3 separate regions of the Mus musculus genome follow, and all the other regions are linked to region 3. Evidence: chromatin contacts called from public promoter capture Hi-C data. All regions are on one chromosome and are shown on one strand. The core of a region is the stretch at or near the end of the contact, and the rest is flanking DNA. Distances in the headings are between cores, read along the strand shown.

Region 1 (3,331 bases), core at 85-2,584, 320 kb before region 3:
ATGAAATTTGCCATTCCGACTATTTAACAAAACTGGAATATTTAACAAAACAAAACAATAAACCCCACACATTCACAGAGCTGTATAACTATTGTTACTAGGTAGAATGGAACTTGTTTCCATTACTCCAGAAAGAATCCATACTCAACTCCTAGCCACCAGCTTGCTATTATTATGCCTTGGTTCATGAAGACTTGTTTGATGTGGACATTATCATATTATTAGCAAAGTCACATTACTGTGGCCTTCATTTGTTGGCAGCATGTCTGCAATATAGTAGGTGTTTAGTCTTTTCCTGGCCAGAAGTATCCCCTGTGGATGTGGCAACTCATGGTACACTCTCCTCCCATTGGACATTTGCATTGTGTTTAGTTCCTGGCCATTGTGAATCTAATTTTCAAAAGAGAAGATTGAACTAAAGCCCAAATGATCACTATCTGTTTTTACATGGTGGTGAGGATTAAAGCTATCCTGAACAAGGGTGCTGCTCATGGTCGGCTCCTTGAGGCTGGTCCCTGTGCCTGTTCTCTGTGGACCTGCCCACTCTCGGCTCCCACACAGTTGACACTTTTACTGGTGACTGGAGGAATACACAGATCACCAAAGCCCAGAAATGTCCCCTCCCCACCTCTCCCCGCCAGCTCAGAGCTTGTGGTAGGACATCTTAGATTGCTGGGAGGTTGTGCACCCTGATAAGTTAAAGTGTATCCTTCCAGCATGGAGATAGCTGTTGGTAAAATCTGAACTACCTATCCACTTCTTTCCCCCTTACATTGTGTAACCGAATTGAGGTCACATTGTGTATTGTTACGCTCAGACACACATACATTTCCCAACTTGTGCTGTGCTGTGTATGTGCCCCATGTAGGTGTCATTGGAAACCGTGGTAGTACTCATTTGTGTGGTATGGGTTGGCACTTTGTGGTTGGGCCACTAGCTCTTTAGCAGCTATGTGTCCTGTGTAGGTGCTATTGAAAAATGATGCTGAAGTCACTGTGTTCTTTGGGTTTGGCCCCAGCTACTTGACCCAGGCAGGTGTTTTGCTTCTTGAAGCTCTGAGCTGGCTCCAGAGCAGGCCTGTGATATGGGCTTACTGCTTAGCCTCTGCTAAAACTGAGTGGCTAAGAGCCACTCCTCAGTCCCAGGATACTCATAATTATTAAAGTCTCTTCCCACAGCACAGAGCCACTCTCTGCATGAAAGGAATGCTTTTCTGAAAGCCACCATTTGTAGTGGGTCCTGTTATTACCAGTTCTTTCCAAGCAGCACTGGGGACTGCTGAGCCAAGTGGCCTTGGGAGGAAATGCTAAGAGCCCAGAGGAGGGAAGTTGGAGCCTGCCAGGTCAGCGGGGCACTTCCTCCTCTGTTCTAGATACACAAAGCTGCCACCTGGTCTGAAGAGGCCTCACAGCCTGTTAATTCAGAAGGCCTTGGCTGGCTTGTCACCCTTACAGTCTACCCACCTACCAGAGCCAAGGCCAGGACTGAGCCTAAGTTCCGCCTGCCGGTAGCAGGTGTGCTCTGGCTTCTTGATGACCCCAGTATGGACTGTGACTGCCGGCTGTGCACATGAATATTCATTTATCCACTGGGCTCCATGTGAATGGATCTACAGAGGAGGCGGAAGCTGCTGTCTCTCTGAACTTGGTTCCATTCTCCTTTCTACTCACTTGAGCTTTAAATAAGCCTTTATTTATTGGGTGTGTGGCATGGCAGGACCTACTGATGCCAGACCCTGAAGGTATAGAAGAGCCTTGTGATGGCCTCATTGCCCTTTCTCTCTCCTAAGGGCGGCGGGCCAGCCTCGTGTCTGCTGCTTTCCTGTGGAGTTAGGGGTTAGGGGTGGCACTCTCTTTACAGAGTGATTGAAGCAGACTGCTGGCTACAGGACTACCTGCTTGTGACTATGGTTTCTATTCATTTGGCACTAAATTCAGCCCATCAGCTTTCAGAGTCCCCGTTACACACACCTTGGACTTGCAGTGTTACTTGCAGAATGGAGACTTGACAGCTCATTTGGGTTCAACTGTTTATCCCTGATGATCTATGTCATTTGGGATTGGCAAGGGTTTGAGCTGAGCATGCATTTATTTCATTCTCTGTTCAGAGCTCTGAGTTTTGATTACTTTGTCCCCACTGGCTCTCCATGCTGCTGGCTCAGGAGGAGTGTTGCAGGTATCCAGACTGGTGGTGGGTAGCTGGGGTAATAAGCTCCAGGTCTTGAACTGTGAGGTATAGGCAGCCTATCCTCTCAGACTCCTAATCTTTGCATTGTCTTATTCTGCCTGAGAAACTTTATCTATAAAGATTTATTTCATTTTTCTTTGTTTGTGTATGCCACAAGTGTAGGGGTGCCTGTGGAAGCCAGACGAAGGCATTGCATTCCCTGGAGCTGAAAGTACAGTACAGGTTGTGAGCCACTTGATGTAGGTTCTGGGAATCAAATTTTATCCTCTGGAAGAGCGTCAATCACTTGTAACTGCTGAGTTATCTCTCCAGCTCCACTCTTCTTAAAGACATGGGGTGGGTGTCTGTTTATGGAGATGTGGTCATCTTATTCTCAGAATCCCCTCTTGCCCTGTGTTCTGGCTCCTGGCTTTCTATTGTCTTCAGGTTGGTACAATGATTTGTTTCTTCTTAGAGGCAGGGACCATCCCAGGGCTTGGCTGGAGGAATGCTAATCAAATTGATAGGGTAGAGTAAGACAACTATGCAAGAAGCTTGGGGTGTTATGTGTTTGAGCTAGGTGGCTCTTGCCTGAGAGGGCCTTGGGCAGGGCTCTTGTGTGTTAGGAGCTCAGATTTGCATGCATTCTGGCTTCCTATTTATCTCAAAACAGACCCACTAAATATCTATATTAGGTCTTCCTCAGAGTCTGTGTGCTTAGGGAGACTGTGATATTTTACTAAAGTTTCCAAGGGCTTTCTGAGGACAGCCATGGTCTCACACCCCTTGTCCCTAGTACCTCACTGAGTCTAAGCCCTTGGGGTTCTTCCTGTGTGGATTCTCAGTGTAGCTATGAAAGTGGCTCTTCATGTTTGTACCTGTAACTCTAGGTTTCTTTGTTCCCTCTAGTCCTGATGCCAACATGGTATATAGAGAGTAGGAAGGCGCTCCAGCCCCACCTGTGGAGAGAGGGCACGTGCACTTACCCAGAGGCTTGTACCTTCACTTAGAATGGAGGCCATTGTAGGACTACTGCAGGGTGGGAACTGCTGTGCTGTATTGTCTGAGACAGTGTTCTCTTACAAGCCCAGTGGCCCACTGGAAAGCCAACTGCGTGTTCTGTCCCCATGGCCTAGGGAGAGGGAAGCTCACTTTGCAGATCCTG
Region 2 (3,433 bases), core at 828-3,327, 440 kb before region 3:
GCTCTGGGCTGGATACCCCCTGTCACCCAGGCTCTGGGCTGGGTACCCCCTCTCCCCCAGGCTCTGGGCTGGGTGCTCCCTCTCCCCCAGGCTCTGGGCTGGGTGCTCCCTCTCCCCCAGGCTCTGGGCTGAGTGCTCCCTCTCCCCCAGGCTCTGGGTTGGGTGCTCTGTCTTTCCCAAGGCTCTTTGCACAGGCAGCTCTTTCAGTCTCCAGATTTCCACACCTCTTTTGAGGACAATTCTTCACTCTCTTGCTCCAATTTCTTCACCTACAGGCAGCCCTCCCAACCCTTAGCCTCCAGCCTCACTCCCCATGCCCTTGCATGAAGCTTGGCTAAGCCTGGTGCTTGTCAAATGAGTGAAGGGGGAAGCTGCACCCCAAGGCCTGCCAACTACCCATAGCCTCTTGTGCTTTCCTTCCGCTCCCTCACTGAAAGCCGACTGTGCACACTGCTCCCGCCTTGTGCCTTCAGGTCCCCCAAATTCTCATGACTTATGATGCATACCCCCTCCTCTTTCTCAGTAGACTCTTAGCAAAGTGATGCCCGGCTTGTTGGAAGGCTGTGAAGGAGGAGGCTATCACTCTGCACAGTAGGTGCCCCAGGGACTGTACTGGTCCCTCTGAGCCCAGGCCAGAATCTTCTACACAGCATTCCTACTTTTTAATAGGCCAGCTACCCTCCAGCCTCAAGTGTGTGTGAAAGATATGGCCCATGCTGGTTTCCAGAGTAGCTGAGGCCTCTGAACTGAACTTGGATCTGGACAGTCTCCCACCCCAGGTCTTTCTGAGGCCAAACTGGTTGAGTGTGCATAGGACCCAGAGCCAACAACTTAGGTAGATACACCAGCACCTTAGCTTGAAGAAGGGGGTGCACAAAGGTATGTGGTTGCTTTAGGACCCCAGCTTAGAGCTTTAGACACCCAGGGGACCGAACAAAGAAAGGCTCAAGAATTAAAGCAATGGAGATTGGCTCACACTACACTACACTACACTACACTACACTACACTACACTACACTACACTACACTACACTACACTACACTACACACGTACAGACACCTTGCTGAGCCTCGCTCACTGCAGCCAAGCCATGGTCTTCCACAGCCAGGAGATCCACACTGAGCCTGGGACCCATGTACAGGATAGCTCTAAAGAGTCTGTCTCCGTGCTTGAATCTTCGAGCCAGGGCTCAGGGTGGTAGCCATCTAGCCCTGTGTCTGTTGCTCCAGGGGGTCACAATAGGGGCAGTGGAGGGCACAGGATGGGCCACTAGCATTCCAGTGTCCATGGTTCAGCATGGCCACTCTCCTGTGCCCCCTCAGCTCTCCTGTCATATGCAAACTTCTAAGTAAGGGCATCCCCGGTAGAGATTTCACACACTCGTGTGTCTAATGACTTGGAAGACAACCACTGTGAGTGAAAGTGGCTCAGGTGAGAACAAATGAAGTATAGCGTTCTATTTCTCCTTTCCCATCAATACAGCTTAATCTCAGCTATTTTAGCCCAATTAAGTTAGAATGTCTGCTTATTTTAGACTCTCTCTCTGTCTCTCTGTCTCTCTCTGTCTCTCTCTCTCTCTCTCTCTCTCTCTCACACACACACACACACACATACACACACTCTTACACACACACACGATTTCTACCTCTGTGTCTCTCTGTTTCTCTCTGTGTTACTGATCTCAAAATTTGTCTATTAAACTTTTCTTTAAAAACAAACAAACAAAACCCTAGAAAACAGTGGGATTTAGGCAACTCCCACCAGACTCTGTGGCCTCAGACTCTCAAATGACCCCAAAGGAAGGATCAGTAATAAATACTATTCCACTTTCCTAAATGAGGAAACTGAAGAGGGTAGAGGCAGCTAACCTGAGCCTGTCCCTCACAGCCCAGACTCCCAGGACTCTCTGAGGTGCTGGTTCTAACCCTACCAACCCTGTTGGCCCACTCAGCCCAGCTCCAGCCTTCTGTACCTTAAGCGTGTCCCCCTTGTTGAAGGCCAGCTCGTCACTCTCGGTAGCCTGGAAGCTGTACAGGGCCACGGACTCCATCCCACTGTCCCTGGGCTTCAGCCGAGGACCCAGCAGCTACAGCTTCCTGCTTCCTGCAGGAGAGGACCACTTCCTTTGTTTTGAGTATTTGTTCTTTTGAAGCTGCAGCCGGAAACTGCCCTTGATGGGGGAGAAACAGGAAGCAAAGACATGTCACCCTTGTCATAGCTCAGAGAGGGTGTGCTCATAAACCCACTTTGGCTGTGGGGGAGTCCCCATTAGGACGATGCAGAGCTGTCTCGTGCTTGGCCTCTGTCTCTCAGCCTTCACATTTCTTATCTGTTTTAAATGGAGTTTCTATTGCTGTGAAAAACACCAAAACCAAAAGTGACTTGGGAGGAAAAGGTTTATTTGGCTTAGATTATAGTCTATCAGGAAAGCCAAGGCAAGAACCTGGAGGCAGGAACTGAAGCAGAGACCACGGAGGGACACTGCTTACTGGCTTGCTTCCCATGGCTTGCTCAGCCAACTTTCTTATACACCCAGAGCATCTGCCCAGGGGTGGAACTTCCCACAGAGAACCAGACTCATCCACACCAGTCATTAGTCAGGAAAACGTCCCCACAGACTTGTCCACAAGCCAATTCTCAACTCAAGCTGCCTCTGGCTTGTGTCAAGTTGAAAACAACAACAACAACAAAAAACCAAACAAACAAAAAAACAAACAAACAAAACAACTAAGCAGGACAACTGCTGATACCTGTAGCGAGATTCCTAAGCACCCACCACCTCAAACCCAAATTCCAGCCTACGTTCAAGACACTTCCAACCGTCTCCTCTCACCTGCTCCACACAGCTCCCTCATGTACCCTTTTGGGTATTCCACTACAAGCAAACTCCAGGCTGGAGAGCCATTGTGGTGGGCACACCACCTTTTCCTACTTGCCCAGGAAGCTCCTATTCACCTATGAAAACCTCACTAATAAGGCCCCTGTTGTGCTTTAAACATCGAGTACCACCTGAGCTTTCTGTAGCTTGTGGTCTGAAGGCATTACAGCTCTGCGATTGTTAAGGGAAGGCTGTGACACTGATGCAGACAGCAGTCTGGTGAGTACTAGGGGGTAAAGCACAACACGGAGAAACACAGCTATACATTTGCAACCACATGGAACCACAGAGAGCCAGTATTCTCCAAACACACAGGGACAGCTAAAGAACCCAGGCTGTGGGATGGGTACCAGATGGATCCAGATGAAGCCAGATTTTTATTTTATTTTATTTCATTTATTTACTTATTTTTAGTTTTATTTCTAAATTATTTTTTATTATTTATTTAGTTAGTTAGTTAGTTTTTCGAGACAGGGTTTTCTCTGTGTAGCTCTGGCTGTCCTGGAACTCACTTTGTAGACCAGGCTGGCCTCGAACTCAAAAATCCTCCTGCC
Region 3 (3,153 bases), core at 562-3,061:
ACATCTTGCAATGCGCTTATTTTCCTGAATGTCTATTGCATCTTTGTGCAGAGAAACCTGGCCATGATGCAGAATGAAACAAGAGAGGATGCATTTCAAAGCACTTCCTCTCTCTTCCCAAGAAGCCGTTTCTACTACACAGAGAACCATAGTCACGGGTACCAAACCCTCACCCTCCTTCCAGAGATGGTTGGTCCAGCACCATATGATATTTAACACTGCAATGTGGAGGAAGCTCTTGCAATTGCACACAAAAATACAAGTGCTCCCCAAGCCTCACCCCCATATAAATCTACATAAATATAGTGTTTGACGATGTCAGACATGAGTGCCTGATTTTGCATGCAGATTCTTTCCACCACCACCCTCACCTATTCATGTTGACCCTTAGACTTCCTACCCTGGGAAGAGGCATCCAGGGTTCAAATCTGGACATGCCACGCCCCTTTCCTTGTGATCCACCAGGAGACCGGACAGTGCCTTCACTGGGCCAGTTTGTCCTGCCAGCCGGTGGGCCAGGTCCTTCCTGATAGCCAGAGCTTCAAGCAGAGCCACACAGCCTCAGCCACTAAACACAAAGGTAGGGTCCTCGGAGGAGAAGGGCCTCGTGTGAATGCAGCTGGACAGGGCTGGGCTTGCCCCTCCATGTCGTCTCTCAAAACTAAGTGGGCTTTAAGGAACTAGGTCCCTGGGCCCCCTCTGTGAGGCAGTTAACCACGGTGCTGTCTGCGGAGTTACTGACCGTTGGGTGGAGCCACATTTGATGCTGCACCTGGCACCTGAATGGGACACAAGCCGGCTTTCCTCTCTCAGAACCAGCCAGCCTTAAAGGTTATACCCGCCTTCCAGACCCGTTCACACTCAGCGCCTTCTCCCCACTCCCTTCAGTTTCAGAAAACCGCCATAGTGGAGCTGGTGAGATGGTTCAGTGGGTGAAGTCCTTGCTTGGAAAGCATGAGAACCCAAGTTTGGGTGCCAAGATGCCAAATAAAGCTAGATGTGGGTGCACATTTCTGAAATCTCACAACTCCTGCTATAAGATGGGGGCCAGAGACAGGAGACTCCCTGGAACCTCACAGGCCAACTGTCTTGGTGTACCTGGATAGCAGTCAATAATAAAGAATAGACCCTGCCTTGAACAAAGTAGAAGGCAGGGACTGACAACCAAGGCTGTCTACTGACCTGCACACATGTCATGGCACATATACCTGTATGGTGCACGCACACACACACAGAAACACACACACACAGACACACACATGAGGGAAGGTGGAGAAAGAGGAGCAGAAAAGAGAGAGATTGATTTTTAAATGCACCCTAATAGTGGTCACGAAAAAAGGTCAGTTATGCGTCTGTTCCACGGGTGAGAAGAGTAGGACTGATGGCATTAAGCATGCTGCCTTTGCCCTCACAGGTGACAAGCACTGAAATCAGGCTGCTCCCAAGTTGCACACACTCAGCTACTCAGCCCTGCCGCCTTTCTAGGGGCTGAGAGGCTTGGCAGGGCACAGGTCTCTCACCCAAAGGACACCTCTGTTCCTGTGTCTTTGAGGGTCTCTGGGACTCTCTTGGTCCAATGTCGGAAGGTGACAGACCTCTGGTGCTTGGCATTCAGTGCACCCAGTCAGGAAATGCTGACCTGTCAGAGTCTGGACTAGTTGCCCTCAGAGTGGACGCAAGTCTCAGCCTTTCAAAGTCCTCGCTCCAAGCAGGCTATATGTACTTGTCTGCTCCCATCTAGAGACGAAGTAAGAGAGATGGGGTAGGTTACCTTCTACACAGTCCTCTCCAGCAGCTGGAACTCCTGGAATAAGCAAGAGCCAAGAGAGAACACATTTAAGGACCCTTCTCCCCGCCCACTTGGACCTCAGAGTCCTTCCCCAGGAAGTTCGCGTGACGAAGATAAAACAATATTCAAATGTGGGTGCAGCATAATCCAGACCTCTGCTTCACACGGGTTTTGAAGATTGTGTCTTGGGCTGTCTGTTTTGTTCTGTTCTGAAATGCAAGATGGGCCTGTGAAAGTTTGTGTGGGCTCTTAGCCAGCCCTCAAAAGAAGCCTGTGTTTGCCCTGGGCGTGGGGGCCACTGAGTAATCCAGCCTGGCATGGAGTTCATGCTTTTCCTGCTTTTGCCAGATGCTGGTCCCTGCGTCCCCTGTTATGTAAGGTCTACAGCGTGTAAGCCGCAGTCACGCAGTTGTGGGCACAGCACCCAAGAAAGGCAGAAAAATCACATCCCACTCTGTCACCGCCGTATGCACAAGGGTCCCACTGAGGCACAGACACAACCTACTGGTTGGAGATGTCTAAAGGCATCCCCAGTAGTAAGTGGATCTGTTCCCTCAAAGATTAGTGGAAAACATGGCCAGGCCCCACCAGAACTGCCAGGAATTTCCTCTCTGTATCACCCAGGGAGGACAGAACCTGGAAGTCCCTTTCTGTATGTTTAGCCAGTGTTCTCTGAGCCCCTGGCCTGTGCCACACTGTGGTGTATAGGGTGACATGAGTCACCACCATCGGCACAGCCCACAACTGCTCTGTCACGGGGCTCCTCGACCTCTTTCTACCAGGCCCCTTTGCCCTCTCACCCACCCACTGTTTTTGCATTTCAGTTCTCTGAAAGGACAAGTTCCCACCAAGCCTGTGTTCTTGCTCTCCCCGAAATCTGCACACGCCATGGCTCTGCTCCAACATCATATCACATAGCAACACTTTGTCCTGTCAGTCTTTTCCTCCAGAGCAGCTATGCCCTCTGGCACCCTGTGTCTACAGTTATCGGTAATAAGATTATAATGGAGTTGGAAATTTCTCTTGTCCGTTGGTTTTGTGCCATAGCAGCGGCTGCAGCAAGGCACAACACACACATTCCAGTAACCAACACCTGGGGCTAACTACTGACTTAGTGCCTTTTGCATTTGCTCTTTACCTTATCATAAAGGGTCCCCCTCTGATCATCACAAGGAAAGGAGAGGAGAAAGGAAAACAGCGTGCCACATGAGGCCAGCAGCTGCCCATGCATACCGTGGTTACCACATAATTTCCTCTTCTTGACCTAATTTTGTGCTACTTTGTTCATGGTGGCCCTGGAGCAGTGGCTGAGCTGTGTAGTAAGTCTACACCAGCCCTGTCTGTTTAAGTGTGTTTTATGATAT

The links. Promoter capture Hi-C pulls out the DNA fragments that hold promoters and counts their contacts.
Region 1: a promoter capture Hi-C map of embryonic stem cells shows a contact between it and region 3. The contact joins the enhancer-like site here to the promoter of Aldh3a1 in region 3. A contact is called at or near these places in 10 of 39 promoter capture datasets (the C10 cell line, the HPC-7 cell line, cranial neural crest and 6 more), 4 of 484 Hi-C or Micro-C datasets (LSK cells, cranial neural crest, differentiating embryonic stem cells and 1 more) and 2 of 115 datasets of contacts at active chromatin or transcription factors (cardiomyocytes and trophoblast stem cells).
Region 2: a promoter capture Hi-C map of stem cell-derived epiblast-like cells shows a contact between it and region 3, with 3 times the contacts expected there. The contact joins the promoter of Grap here to the promoter of Aldh3a1 in region 3. A contact is called at or near these places in 13 of 39 promoter capture datasets (the 3T3-L1 cell line, 3T3-L1-derived adipocytes, cranial neural crest and 8 more), 2 of 115 datasets of contacts at active chromatin or transcription factors (large pre-B cells and pancreatic cancer cells) and 3 of 9 other capture datasets (embryonic stem cells, liver and macrophages).

What each region holds. Positions count from the first base shown.
Region 1 is chr11:61,527,549-61,530,879 of GRCm38.p6, reverse strand. The region is part of intron 7 of Epn2 (epsin 2); the gene reads left to right. Among named protein-coding and RNA genes, the nearest start is that of B9d1, 24 kb to the right of the region's middle. Within about 2 kb of position 1,334, at least 55 of the 459 cell types and tissues checked have an H3K27ac peak or open chromatin away from gene starts, as enhancers often do. A contact at or near this core is called in differentiating embryonic stem cells, embryonic stem cells, neural progenitor cells and 1 more, where this site is marked.
Region 2 is chr11:61,651,965-61,655,397 of GRCm38.p6, reverse strand. It overlaps Grap (GRB2-related adaptor protein), which reads right to left and starts at 2,077. Exons shown (of 5, transcript NM_027817.3): 1 at 1,974-2,077. The coding sequence starts at 2,051.
Region 3 is chr11:61,207,400-61,210,552 of GRCm38.p6, reverse strand. It overlaps Aldh3a1 (aldehyde dehydrogenase family 3, subfamily A1), which reads right to left and starts at 1,811. Exons shown (of 11, transcript NM_001112725.1): 1 at 1,772-1,811.